2 separate regions of the Acanthopagrus latus genome follow, and region 1 is linked to region 2. Evidence: chromatin contacts called from public Hi-C data. All regions are on one chromosome and are shown on one strand. Each heading gives the region's core, a stretch centred on a gene start, on an enhancer-like site or on the middle of the called end of the contact. The rest is flanking DNA. Distances are from core to core; before and after follow the strand shown.

What was found. Hi-C and Micro-C count contacts between places; a contact is called where the count stands out from the background.
Region 1: a Hi-C map of muscle shows a contact between it and region 2, with 6 times the contacts expected there. The contact joins the promoter of LOC119005921 here to the promoter of LOC119005750 in region 2. A contact is called at or near these places in 2 of 4 Hi-C or Micro-C datasets (both in muscle).

Annotation. Positions count from the first base shown.
Region 1 is chr17:10,739,055-10,745,627 of fAcaLat1.1, reverse strand. LOC119005921 (double-strand-break repair protein rad21 homolog A-like) reads right to left here and starts at 2,269. Exons shown (of 14, transcript XM_037074033.1): 1 at 2,117-2,269; 2 at 194-384. The coding sequence starts at 337. It overlaps LOC119005988 (exostosin-1a-like), which reads right to left. Exons shown (of 12, transcript XM_037074235.1): 12 at 5,288-6,573.
Region 2 is chr17:10,559,390-10,566,481 of fAcaLat1.1, reverse strand. LOC119005750 (E3 ubiquitin-protein ligase rnf146-like) reads right to left here and starts at 2,150. Exons shown (of 3, transcript XM_037073640.1): 1 at 2,011-2,150; 2 at 1,215-1,267; 3 at 1-911. The coding sequence starts at 899. It overlaps mdh2 (malate dehydrogenase, mitochondrial), which reads left to right and starts at 2,208. Exons shown (of 1, transcript XM_037073642.1): 1 at 2,208-3,783. The coding sequence starts at 2,332. The coding sequence ends at 3,345. It overlaps rspo3 (R-spondin-3), which reads right to left. Exons shown (of 6, transcript XM_037073645.1): 6 at 3,929-5,529. The coding sequence ends at 5,318.

The DNA of each region.
Region 1 (6,573 bases), core at 1,020-3,519, 180 kb before region 2:
TCTGCTCTAATGTGTATCCATTCGTTATTCTCTTCTTTGATTAAAAGTATACATTAGTGCTTTTAATTATTAGGAGGAAAAATGAAGGCTGGACTAATCATTGTAACGTCTGGGGGTCTGAGCATGACTCAAGCCTGCACAGTGAGAACACAACCTGCTGCAGGACCATCAGACTGCACTTGAGTATTCTTACCTTGGGTGAAATGATGCTCTCCACACTGCTCTCCAAGTTGCATTCAAACACATGGGCCTTGGTCAGCTTCTTGTCCCAGTGGGCCGCTAGCCAGATCTTGGCCAGCGGCCCACGTTTGCTGAGGACAAAGTGGGCGTAGAACATTGCCCTGGTTCCCCTGGCTCACACACTCACACTGTGGTATGGTTTACCTGGAACACATAAGATATTAGTTTAAGTATAAGCAGAAGACACTCTGAAAAAGGGCAGGACAAGAAAGACCTAAATGGATGACTAAACTGTCAGCAAAGCATCATCCAAATAAAGTGTTCTATCCCTGACGATTCACAACATGGGACTGATTCGTTAACAAAGCTAGCATAGCAAGACTGTTGCATAGAATTGATGCTTTTGAATTAGAGGCCCGCTGATATATGGGTTGGACAACATTTGCCTGTCACAGGTACATTGGTATCGGCATTTATGTTGTCCGATATACTCAGATATTATGCATTTATTTTCTTTCTGAGTTTCTAATGAAGAAAATTATGCTCCTACTCCCAGTGAAGATAACCATTTCTGTGCACTAATGCAAATTCATGTTGACTGTAAAATATCCTCCTTAAATTGCATAGATTTGTCACAGGTGTTCCATTATTACATTTCAGGGATCAATAAAAAAAATTCATAAATACAGATTGAACAACATTTTAATTTTTTTACTCCCCAATATCAGCATCAAGCCCAAAACTTGAGTATTGGCTGGGCTCTATATTTAAAATACACTTTGATATGTTGACAACAGTTCTGTCTTTTTTTTTTTTTTACACTGTATATCATGGTCCATATTTCCATGGACCAGTGATTAGCAACATTTTGGTCAATCCTGCTGATGCAACACTGATCAGAATAACTAGGTATTCAAATTTATGACTGATCTGTAACAATGCAGCCATTATCAGTTGATCAAGGAAAGATACCCCCCCCCCCTTTTTTTCCCCCGCCTTTCCTATATGTTTGGTAATAACCCCATCAAGACAAATGCAGATTTGTTTACATCACTATTTGGATAAGTTTGGTTTTCAGAAACTACTAGCCTGAGAATCATCGGAAAGGATGAGGGTCTGTTGTCTCTCAAAGAAACTTTGAACAGTTAACTCACGCTAACGTTAGCTAGCTTAATCATACGATGGAGGCTTAACTTACTAGCTTACCTATAACGCTGACCCTTAAAAACAACAAAGCTCCCTTGAAGCACTGTTCCCTCTTCCTTTGCTTAATTGACTACGATAGTTGATAATTCATTGTAAAATATCAACGCACGGCATAATAATCAGAAAATTTGATTTTATCAAAACAAGCGCTGACTTCACTCAAGTTCCGCCTATTTCCCAGTCAGGGAGGCAAACGTTGGAAATCCACATGTCTGCTCTTCCCTTACTCTACTTAATTCAATCATTCATTTTTCAATCACAGTTACATAATCAAGCGATAAATTAAAGTTATGCATTGACTTAATATAGCGTAATACGTTAGAAGCACTAAGGGGGTGGTCAACGCCAGTAAATAGTCGGCGCCATGAAGTGGGACGAACTAAATTAGCCGCCAGCTAACTACAAAAGGGGCAATGAGATCGTTCGCTGTGCGTTTATTTTTTACATGATTACACCGTTGCAACTTCACCGAAGTAGAATTATAGCGTTTCTCAACGGCGGACAGAAAAACGACTCGCCCATGAGAAGAAAGCAAAGCACACGGCAACGAGGCGCCCATCTCATACTCATACTTTTTTCCCTCTACCAGCAGAACTGTATCGGTTAGCTGGTGGCTAGCGGCTCCCTGTACAATGAAGGCCGCGTCAAATGAACACAAACGTGCATGCTGATTTCGTCTCTTAAAACACACAAAACAGCGCGCAAATATTCCCTCTGCAGACGCACTTACCGACAGTCCCCCTTCTAGAGTGAAAGTCCAGAAATTATGTTATTTCTCCCAGCAAATTCTCCCCTGTTGTACTCATTAAAACAGCCAAGATGGCGCCAGTCGCCTTCCTCCCGCTCACCGCTGTCCTTTTAAAATCGGCAGGATGTTTACAGTCAAAAATGGCGGAGGAGGAGTCTGCGGAGGAGGCCAGCGCTGACGGACAGCCTGCCGTGAGCACCGAGCGCAGATAGGGGGCGCTGTGGCACAGTGCTCACCACACACACTGGCTGCTAAATCGATGTATATTATGAAAATACAGTGTTGTGTTTTGCAGAGTAGTACATATGCAAGGGATGATGAATCCAGTACATTTATTTTATTACCAATATTATATTGCTGTTACATAATATTCCTTTTAGTTTTATTGGAGGTTCACCTCCTCCTGAGGTAACTGTGTGCACTCATGGTATTGCATTTTTGAGAATAATGATTGCCTGCCTGCTTTCCCCAAATGTCCCATCTGGACCCTAATCTTTTAAAAACAGATCCCATGTTGTAAGACCGGTTATGACATGGGCCCACTGTGACTCACATCTGTGCGTCAAGGGAGTGGCTTAAACAAACTATGGTCTCCGCATGTTTTTGCAGTGTCATAGCAGGGAAACACAGGCGCAATTATTAAATAACAGGTACAGGGCATTGCTGTTGTGCAGGCCGTCTAACTGACATGCCTTACTGGGTTTAAGCAAAATGTAAAGAGAGAAAGTGAATGAGATTCACAGTATTAACATGAGAAGAAAGTTCTGAAATTACCGGCTCAACAAAGTCAGCTCTGTGAGCAGAGTAACTAACAGGTAACCATGCAGACTGCAAACAACACTCTCCATACAGTATAGTAGATACTGAGATGAAGAGAAACATGCCTGACAGAGATACTAACTCATCGACAATCCAATTGCAAAATTGGTATGCAGTAAAGCCGATTTGTCTCATAGGCTACAGCATCTGTTGCAAGAGAACTGCTGCCAGTTGAGCATGTTTATGATTTACTAGCTGCAGGGCTCCGTGTCACTGTAGCAGGAAGGCTGGTAGATAGCCGAGGCTCCCACAGCAGAGTAAAATGAAATTTAATTCTTGCAATCAGCATTTGAGTCTGGATTTATCAGCTCAGTCAGTGTAAGCATAGCTGGATATCTGCAGTGGCAATGTAGATGAAAAACAAGGTAAAGTCACAGGAGGCACTTAAGCTGGGTGATAATGCATCATGATAGCATGGTAATACCACTGGCAGTAAGTGAAGAAATAATTCACCTAATGCATTAAATGTGTGCAAATATGCTCCAAAATCAATCAGATGAACGTTCTAATGCACAAACAGGCTCATTGTGAGATTAATGAAATTATTGCTGTAGGCCAAATTACTAAACAGGATTCCTCACTTGAAAGCTAACAGATGTAAATGAGACAATAATGAATTTTAAGCGGAGTTCAATTTTAAATTGGGAGGAGATTTTCAGTGTGCATCACCAATTTACATATGATCACATTAAATCAGTCTCCTTTGTATAAGTCCTGTGCAGCATACACAGAACTGGACATATGACTCATTTTAACACTGCACAGCCATGTCTGGATGGTGACACAGTTTTAGAATGCCATCTGTTAAGATAATTTTTTTTTTTTTTTCCAGATAGCCAATTGCTCTCTGCTGTTATCACATGACGGATTCATCCAAACAGCCTCTAAAGTTGAGCTACTTTGTTGATGTACAAGTTGTGAGTCACAAAGTCTGAACACCTGTTTATCTCAGCATACCAAAAACAGGGGGTATATTATTATCTGAACAGCTGTATGACATTTTTTATTGAAGCATTCTTACGCGCACACACAAACACGCTGGGAAAATATGTGGGCTAAAAGCAGTGAAGGATTTTTTTTTATCTGATGGAGGAATTAGATTCCTTTAATCCTGTGAAATGAATTGTTTCTGGCTAATAGTGCCATGATGTGCAATCTTAATGTATTCAATTATGTCGCCACGGGGAGCCTCTTCTCCACTCCTGTAATGAAACTGCTTCTCTTTGACGCGGTGTTTGGAAATTACTGCACGTCTTCAAAAGTTACTTAAACTCCATTCCAGCATACAACAGAGGAACCTGGGGTCAGAAAATCATCCATCATATGGTGTTTTTGGTTGCAATGTAAGAAAGAGACCGGAGCCACCATGGTGACATAATTCTTCAGATACCATGGCAGCAAGACTACAAATCTAATCTATAAGAGAGTTTTATTCCACTGACAGCAATGGGAGGATATTTGTCAAACTTGGCCTCGAGTCACAGTATTTAATCCATCAGTTGGGAAGAGCCACGACTGAATGCATGCTGTGTTCCATCTCCACTACAGATACACATCTCATCAGTGGGATTAAGAGACTAACTGATTTGCATACCATTAAATCACACAAGCAGACTTTGGCATTGGATGTGCCCAACAGCCCACGGATCTTAAATAAATAAATAAATAAATACTTTTTTCCACTGACTCCAACAGTGCAACAAACTACACATCTGGATCTCCCTTTGTCCCGTTTTTGGTCCTCACAGCATTCTGAGTGGATGCGGTTTTAGCATAACTCTCCGAATGGTTTTCCCTTTCGTGTGTCACTAGATAATTCATCCAGCGCAGGCACTCGTCCAGTTTTAACACACCGCATATCTTTTGGCTTTAAGAGTTTAGCCCAGTTTGGTGTTGGAGTGCGTTTCGGGGGTAGAAATCTCTCCTGTAGCTGTTGCTCCAGCTGAGTTGGCAGCTCTCATGCACCATGGGATCATCCTGGATAGATGCTGTTATTTATGCAGCGTGTCTAAACCAATCATCCTGACACAGATTTATGTAAACACAGCAGTTTCTTGGCAAAGGATGGGGTTCGCACACATACACACACACACAAGGAGGAAGCTAAAGGTATTATTTGGTTTGGCTCTCCCTCAGTGGATGCAGCGGACAAATCAAACACGCAAAATGTGTTTGGGAAGCCTGGACATGGCTTGCCTGCAGGTCAGAGAGGAAGAGGGATGACCAGGTGAAACGGAAAAAAGGAACTTTGCTTCATGTTTACCCAGAGGAGTGCGTCTTCGCAGCATAGATTTTAGGAATGTTCTTGACATGAATATAAAACACAGAGACAAGTCATTTTATATCAAACATTTTATTTCCTGATTTTTTTGTTTGTTTTATTTTTATAAAATTCTTTTACAAAATTGTGATTTTTCCTCTATCTTTCCATTTTAATCTCTATAAAATTAGGTCTGCAGTTACGGAAGAAAGTGAAGGAACCACGCAGAGATTCAGTCGAGGAAGAATCCTGTCTGATAAATACTGTGTATGGGACAATTACGAGTGTGTTACATGTATTACTATACTTGTGACAACTTGAAAGAGGGGCCCTCTATTGGGTCCTCACAAGTATGGTGATACACGACAGAACATGAGAAAAAGAAGTTCCCACAACAAAAAGGCAGGAATTTCTGTATCAAATGTGCGGTGATAAATCTTTGTAGCATTCCAGTGTTAAACAATGTTATTTAGGGAGCTGTTACTGGATATTGATAAAGAAAGCAAACAATAACCAACAATGAAATGAAAAGGTTTCCCCCCCCCATCTGCCTGAAAACAGGTTAAGTGTATTTCTTCTGAAGGCACATCAATATATAACCCCCTGCCCTCTGAAACAACATACGGAAGGAGAAAAGAAAAAAGATAGAGAAAATGTCATCTTAAATATTGCACCAAGTTCATTTCTGAAATGTGATTTATGTTTACGACCATATTCAGTTGTCCTGATAGTGCTGTGTTTAGTAATACTAGGATTGTTTATTTGCCGTCAAGCTGATAGCACATTCTCAGAAGTGTAAAATACCATGCAGCACCCTTCTCTGTTGAGTCTCTCACCCAATACAATCTTTCCTTCCTCACCCCCCCGCACGCATCTTTCTTATACAGACAAGATATACTTTTAATGAATCAAAATATATGGAAATGCATGGCATTCCTCATATCAAATTAAACAATATAAAAACTAAATCATATATGATCTGTTGGCACATATTGGGCGTGGAGGGTACAGAACGGTTTTGTCTTCCACAAAAATGAAGGTGAAGCTACCAAAAGAGGCGTCAGGGCAGGTGTGGTCAGGTTTCTATAGAAATGCTGCTGGCTTCACAGGTATATTACATGGACAGATAAACTTTGTGTCGATGATGCACAGTGATTAAAAAAAAAAAAACACAGGTGCACATTCCAGATTCATCACATTATGTTTTCAGGTGACTTGATATAAGAGATCAACGCAAAACTAACATGAAGCATGATTGTTAAAGGAACCAAACATTTTGAGATTGTTTAGGTCAATTAGCCTACTGTTCCATCTGCAAGAACCCAATTCCATGTTCCACTGATGGTCGGCATTCATTACA
Region 2 (7,092 bases), core at 901-3,400:
GAGGCCTCCTCTTCCTCATCTTCTTCCTCTCCTTCCCCCACCTCGGCCCGCTCCTGAGGAGGTGTGGGCCTGAGGCTGATCTGCAGCTGGGAGAGAGCATCCTCTAGAGTGGGGCTGCTGCTGCTGCTGCCAGGCTGTCCACCGAGGGAGGTGGGAGGTCTGGCAGGGGCTGGAGGGGCTGTGACAGTAGACGGGATACCTGTGACCTGTTGCTGCACTCCTGCTACTGTGGTGTCAGCCCCATCGGCAGAGTTTTCTCGACCTGCTGCCCCAATGGCCCCAGTAACCCCCTCAGTGTCCAAACGCAGTCCTGCCACTCCCTTCTTCGGGATATCCAAAATGTCTCTTTTCATCTTGCGTCTACGACCGTGCTCGTTGCGCCTGTACTGCACCATGTTCTCCAAGTCGGCTACATACAAAAAACCAGCTATCAGCATTTCGGCTGTTTTCTTGCCCTTGGAAAAAGCGTCCTCCAGCTCGCGGCTGGTTCGCTCGTCATATTGCCACCAACCATTACGGCCCTCATAATACCAGGCGTGGTCACTTGTTGCTCCGGCCCGACCTCCCGCCGACGCCTTCAGCTCCTCTGGAGAGAGGAGCGTGGGCCTTTCCAGGAAGTCATCTGGCACTTCCTGTCTGCAAAGAGCACAGCGCTTGCTCTGCCAGGAGGCTCCCTTCACACACAGGAAACAAAAGACGTGATGGCATGGCAGTTGGACTGGGTGGACGCAGCTCTGCAGACAGATGGCACACTCCGGTACAGACAGGGCTGGGGATGAGTTGCTGGAGCCAGAGCATGATGATTCTGCACTGTTCCCACTTCCACCACCACTGTTGCTGCCTTTCTTACTGGATGGAAGAGAGCTAACAGAGTGGTCTACCTCCCCACAGCTAGCCATCCTTAGGAAGTACTGAGGAAAGGGGACAATCATAATACAGATTATAGTGTGTTAGGATTCTTTTTTTAAAAATTCATTTTGAAAAAGGAGAAATTAGCATTCAAGATAGGAATTATTTTGACTGGTAAGGTATATCATTTGCAATAAAAAAAAAAAACAAAACACTTCATTTGCTGCTGGTGTCATGATCATATTTAGCACTCAATTGCAATTCCTAGAAGCCAAACTAACAATTATAAATATCAAATGATACATTAATCTTTATGCCACCTGCTACCTGGAACAAGGCTGACACACATGATATATAATACTTACTGGAAATACCCTTAATGCTGATGTATCATGAGGAGAGCTGATGGACCTTCAAACTGCCAAAAAGAAAAGAGAATGTAGGTGAGAATGCATTTGTTTTCATACTGTCCTGAAATTACGTATGATTTTGACACACATTATCAACATATTCCTTAAATATCCATTATTTGACAGCCTTACTTTATGTAACGAACGGGTTGCATGTAAACAATGATGTTAAAACGGATTAGCCACGAGTTAGCGTTAATTCACTTAACGGTAACTATGACTGAAACGAAACCTTAAGGGTTTACGTAAGTCTGTGAAACAAAGGGCAGCTCTGTTAACTGTCTGACTACAAGTAGTGAACTGTGTCAGCGCACAGTTGCAAGTTCGCGTTCACCCAGCTGGCCTTATGACAGGGCTGTGGTGAACACAGCTAACGTTACTCGACTCAAATCAACAGCTAACGATCTGATATTCACATTCACTGGTGACAGTCTATAAGCAAACTAGTTTAGCTGACGTCAGACACATAGCAAAGCAGCTGAAAAAAAGAAAGCAGCATTGATGTTTCCGCTACCCGTACAGTCAGAAGTCAAACAGTAACGTTACAAAGGGATTTCTCGACTGGCAAAGCGACCATAACAATGAGACCTGTTGTAGCTAACACTGGCTAGGCTGATGGCAGCTCGGTGACTCCAGCAAATAGACGGAGATCATCTGACGGCGTTAGCTTATTTTAGCATGGCGACATAAACAGCTAGGAGGAGCATTTTCTCGCGACGGAGACAAGGCAACGTCTGCGTACCTACCGTACCGTTGTACTTTGCTGTGTTGGTCAGGTGTATAGTTGTAACTCGTATAACGACGCTGATTACCAATGCTAATTTACCGACTTCCACTGTTAACTGGCTTTGTTTTCCTCCCCAAAAAGAGGCTGAAATAAAGACGACGACGTAACAGTACGCGCTGACGCAATTTGACGCAACATCGCACGACTACCCCCATATCCTCGACGCATGTCAGTTAGCGGTCTTCCTGTTCGCTCGTGGCTAGAGGACGTTGGTGTCACAGAGGAGAGGGGCTCTTCAGGTACTTCTGTTTTCATTTAAGTAATAAAAGAAGTCACAGAAACAAAATGTTCTCCCGCGCCGTCAGACCTACCGTCAGCCTCGCCCGGAGCCTGTCCACCTCGACGCAGAACAACGCCAAGGTGGCCGTGCTAGGAGCGTCAGGCGGCATAGGCCAGCCGCTGTCTCTGCTCCTGAAGAACAGCCCCCTGGTGAGTCAACTCTCCCTGTACGATATCGCTCACACCCCCGGAGTGGCTGCGGACCTCAGCCACATCGAGACAAGGGCCCATGTAACCGGCCATATGGGTCCCGACCAGCTGGATGCTGCTCTGAAGGGCTGCGACGTCGTGGTGATTCCCGCCGGCGTGCCAAGGAAACCAGGCATGACTCGTGATGACCTTTTCAACACCAACGCCACCATTGTAGCCACCTTGGCCGATGCCTGCGCCCGCAACTGCCCCGAGGCCATGATCTGCATCATTGCCAACCCTGTCAACTCCACCGTCCCTATCACATCAGAGGTCATGAAGAAGCATGGAGTGTACAACCCCAACAGAGTGTTTGGTGTCACAACTCTGGACATTGTCAGAGCAAACGCCTTCGTTGCAGAGCTGAAAGGCCTTGACCCAGCCCGTGTTAGTGTCCCAGTCATTGGAGGTCACGCAGGCAAGACCATCATCCCCCTCATTTCCCAGTGCACACCAAAGGTGGAGTTCCCTGCTGACCAGCTGTCCGCCCTGACTGGCAGGATCCAGGAGGCTGGCACAGAGGTGGTGAAGGCCAAGGCTGGAGCTGGTTCGGCTACCCTCTCCATGGCCTACGCTGGGGCCCGCTTCACCTTCTCCGTCCTGGACGCCATGAATGGAAAGGAAGGTGTGGTGGAGTGTGCCTATGTCAGGTCCGAGGAGACGGAGTGCAAGTACTTCTCTACACCTATCCTCCTGGGGAAGGGCGGCATAGAGAAGAACCTCGGGCTGGGCAAGCTGACTGCCTTTGAGGAGAAGCTGGTGGCTGATTCCATGGATGAGCTTAAGGCTTCCATCAAGAAGGGCGAGGATTTTGTGGCTAAAATGAAGTGAACTGGGGGCACTGATTTAGTTGAAAACAAACCGCTGTGATTGATATTTTGTTGCGTCTTAACTTAAAAGGCATCTGGGTGAATCTGAACATCTGTCACAGTGTTTCCTCTTACATCTCTGTTAAAGCAGTAGGGTCGGCTGATCCAGAAATCATGGTTTTAACCGTGATCATCTTTCCTGTGTATCATTTCCCTTACTTTTTAAACATGGCTTTACCCTTGCACTTATGATTTGTGTACATACTGTACTGTGACTTGACTATTTTGCAAATGTCAAACTGAAACAATATCTCAATATATTTTCATGTACAGTCTTCAGTAGTGGAAGTCTCTCTGCTGAATGAATGAGGGGAAATACTGTCATCTTACCTGTTGATGCACATAGATGTTACTGATGAGCAAAAGTACCTACTCCACCAATAAACAAGTTTAGCTTTAAGAAAATGTTTTTTTATTTCTCTGTTTTATGATACAAACATTTTTATGATACAATTTGGCTTGAAGGTGTGCACCTGAAACGGGCTAAATGTGAAGGGCTGTGGACACTTTTTCATGAAACTAAGCAGGTTGATTCTGAAATTGCAAAATGATACACCTTCATCTCACAATACAATTCTGGTTCATAGAAAGGTTAAAAGAGGTGGTTTAAACTAATTGAACACTTGAGTCACATCAGTTAGGAATGTATATCTTGCTGTGAGGTTGTAGCTACATGATAGGTTTCACAGTTTGTAATAAATAAAAAGGGCCTGCTGTCTGCAAAATGCCCAGTGGTGAAAAGTAAGAACTGCTGTAGCTTGATTACCCTGAAAGACATGTTTGAGTGAGGAGCAAGTTATAGTAGGCATGATAAGATGGTTGCCACAGAGTATTTTCAGGCTTTTTGACCTCTCAGAGATGGCTTACAAATGTTATTACATAATGTGATGCCCTACTACTTCACCCAGATGGGCTCACGGCAACCTTTGACTCAACATTTGATAGCTGCACACTGTACTTGTTTTCTGTCAACTCCGAGGTGGTTTATAGCGTGTCGATTGCACAAGATGGGGAGTAACATGATAAACAGATAACAACAGACGCAGATACAAACCCATTATAGTTTTATTTGACATACAGGTGCTTTTGGTTCCTAGTCAGGGAGCTTTTACTGAGAGCACAGATTCCATTTACACAAAAAGAAAAAAACAAAACAAGAGTAGATTAGATTTATCACATATTTGGATAAAACTAGCTTCAGTCCGAGACGCGCAGAACACATGTTAATGCTTTTCAGTTTTTGACCCTTGGATCCGCAGCACGCAGGCTCTCCTACATCTGTCATTTGCAGTGATTATGAAATGTCACAAGATGGCAATAGCAAACTCACTTTTCATTTTTTTTTCTTTACAAATTCTGCACCAAATAAAATAAAGAGATCTAAAGAACAGGAACAACAATAATAAACAATTGTTCTACATAATGTTGCAAAAATCTACATTCAAAAACCAAGACGCGCAATGTTGTACTGGGGGCCCCATTAAATAACCATATCAACAAGCACAGTCATAGTAGAACGTCTCTGTCTGTCCGTCTGCCTGTCTGTCTGCTGGTCCTCCACACAGCCACAGACGTCTGCTCTCTCTGTTATTCAGTCCCTGCAGCAGTCTCAGCAGTGTCCCCTGCACTTTTCAATAGAGACTCACTCTCAGTGGTGGAAGCAAAGGAGTAGAGGCTACAGGGTAGATTTAAAAAAAAAAAAGACTTTTTAAAGTCTGTAGTGGCCCAGGCCTTGTGGCTGAATGTGCCCCATCTTGTTTGTGCATAAACATTATATTCAAATCATACAGGTAGCAGCAACACCCCCGCAGAGAGGGGTCGAGGGGGGGGGTGAACAGTGGGTGAGGTGGGGGGAAGTTTTTTCAAGAAGTATGAATGGGAGGGCAACAGGTGGAGGAGGGTGGGTTGGTGCTAGACTTTGTCTGTCCAGAGCACTACTGCACAAGGCCGTCTCCAGTTGACACCGGTTCTGTGTCGTGGCCTCTGCGATGCCTGTGCTCCGTTTTGTTCCTGTTATCAGAGTCTTCACGTTCACCTGGGTCTCGCTCCCTCTCTCTCTTCCTCTCCCGTCGGCTCTCTTGGTTCTCCTTATCTTTCCTGTTGTTTCGGTTCCTCCGTTCCCTTTGCTTGTTCTTCCTCCGGACTCCTGGAAGACAGGGAAATGGAATGATAAAGATTAGTAAAATGGAGGAGAGGATGAGGCATCGTCATCGTCGTCCCCATCAGTTTTAGGAGGTAGTCCTGTATTAAGTGAGGGATTTTACATGCTGCTAATCAGATTACACACAGCACTTGTATCTGCACAACAGTTTCAGCGAAGCAGTCATTAGCAGCGTCATTCTTAATCCTCACGCAGAGCTGCCACGATTCATTGATTAGATGTAATTAATTTTGATTATGGTTTAGTCGGATTGAGTAATTTAAGAAACAAAGATACAAATATCTGATTTCAGCTTCTCTAACATGACTATTTCTGGTTTCTTTGCTCCTCTATAATTAAATAACATATTTGGACATTTGATGATGTCATCCGCCTGGAGAACTGAAGACTGAACAATGAAAATAATGTTTAGTTGCTCCCTCCCTTCTTGAGTCCACCATGCTCCGTAACAATGACCGATATCTAATAAAGAATGTTAAAATCTTCATATCATGTAAAGACCAACTGCCCAATGTGGTTTCTAGATAAAGAAAATATGCATTCAACGATGAAATATGTAAGAATTTTAGTTGGAAACATTCAAAAGTTATGGTGTGAAGCATCATGTTGAAGAGGTATCTTCTGAAGTTAGTGTGCTAACCAGCTAGCTCTGGCATGGTCCAAAGCTACCATGCTAGTGGTGTAAGCACTTCACTGGTTCTCCTGGCTCACACTCCGGGCCACTAGCTACACTGCTACAGGAGTTAACTAGCTAATAGTATAATAGTAGCTACTGTTAGCATTTAGCACTAGCACTGGTGAAATGTTGCCCCCTGTTTGTTCTAATTATGAAGTGAACAGGTGGGAAAGTCTTACATATTGCACCTATTAATAATACTTATATAAATGTCTGTTTATTCTGTTTTACTTTTGCTGAAAATGCTCTTTAAATATGTAGGAGAAATCTGTCATTTGTCACAAGTCATTTGTGATCCTGGTACCATTTTGCATCTTAACAATGCCTTACGAGAGGTGACCCTCTGAGAGAGAAAGTTTGGGCACCCCTAATTTAAAGCAACTAATACAACTGATCTGTGTGTCAAATAGAACCAGTAAGGAAGACGTCAGTGTGGTAATATGATCTGTGATTTACAGAACTCAGCTTCAACTAATCTGTGCACCAGCCTGTAAGTAATGAAAAACACCATGTGTCAAACAAAGTAAAAATAGTAACACTTGATGAGGGAAAATGAACACTACCAATTGTCCACTCAGTGAACAACCATCTATTGTTTCCTTTTGAAGTGCGTCAAGCTCTGTATTGACCACTAGATGGCAGTCACAGACAGCAGTTTAATCACAGGCGGCAGCCCTCTCCCTGTGATGAGCAGGCCATTGTCCAAAATAGAAACCCTTTAAATAAACCCCCAATTTATCTGTTCTTGCAACACCATCTCATAAACAAAACCAAGAGTTTTGGAATGCTGAAGGTTTATCTCTGCTCGGCCTACAGTTATTAATGATAATAACAAGATCCACCCCCAGGGAGGTTGGAGACAGGACCTGCAA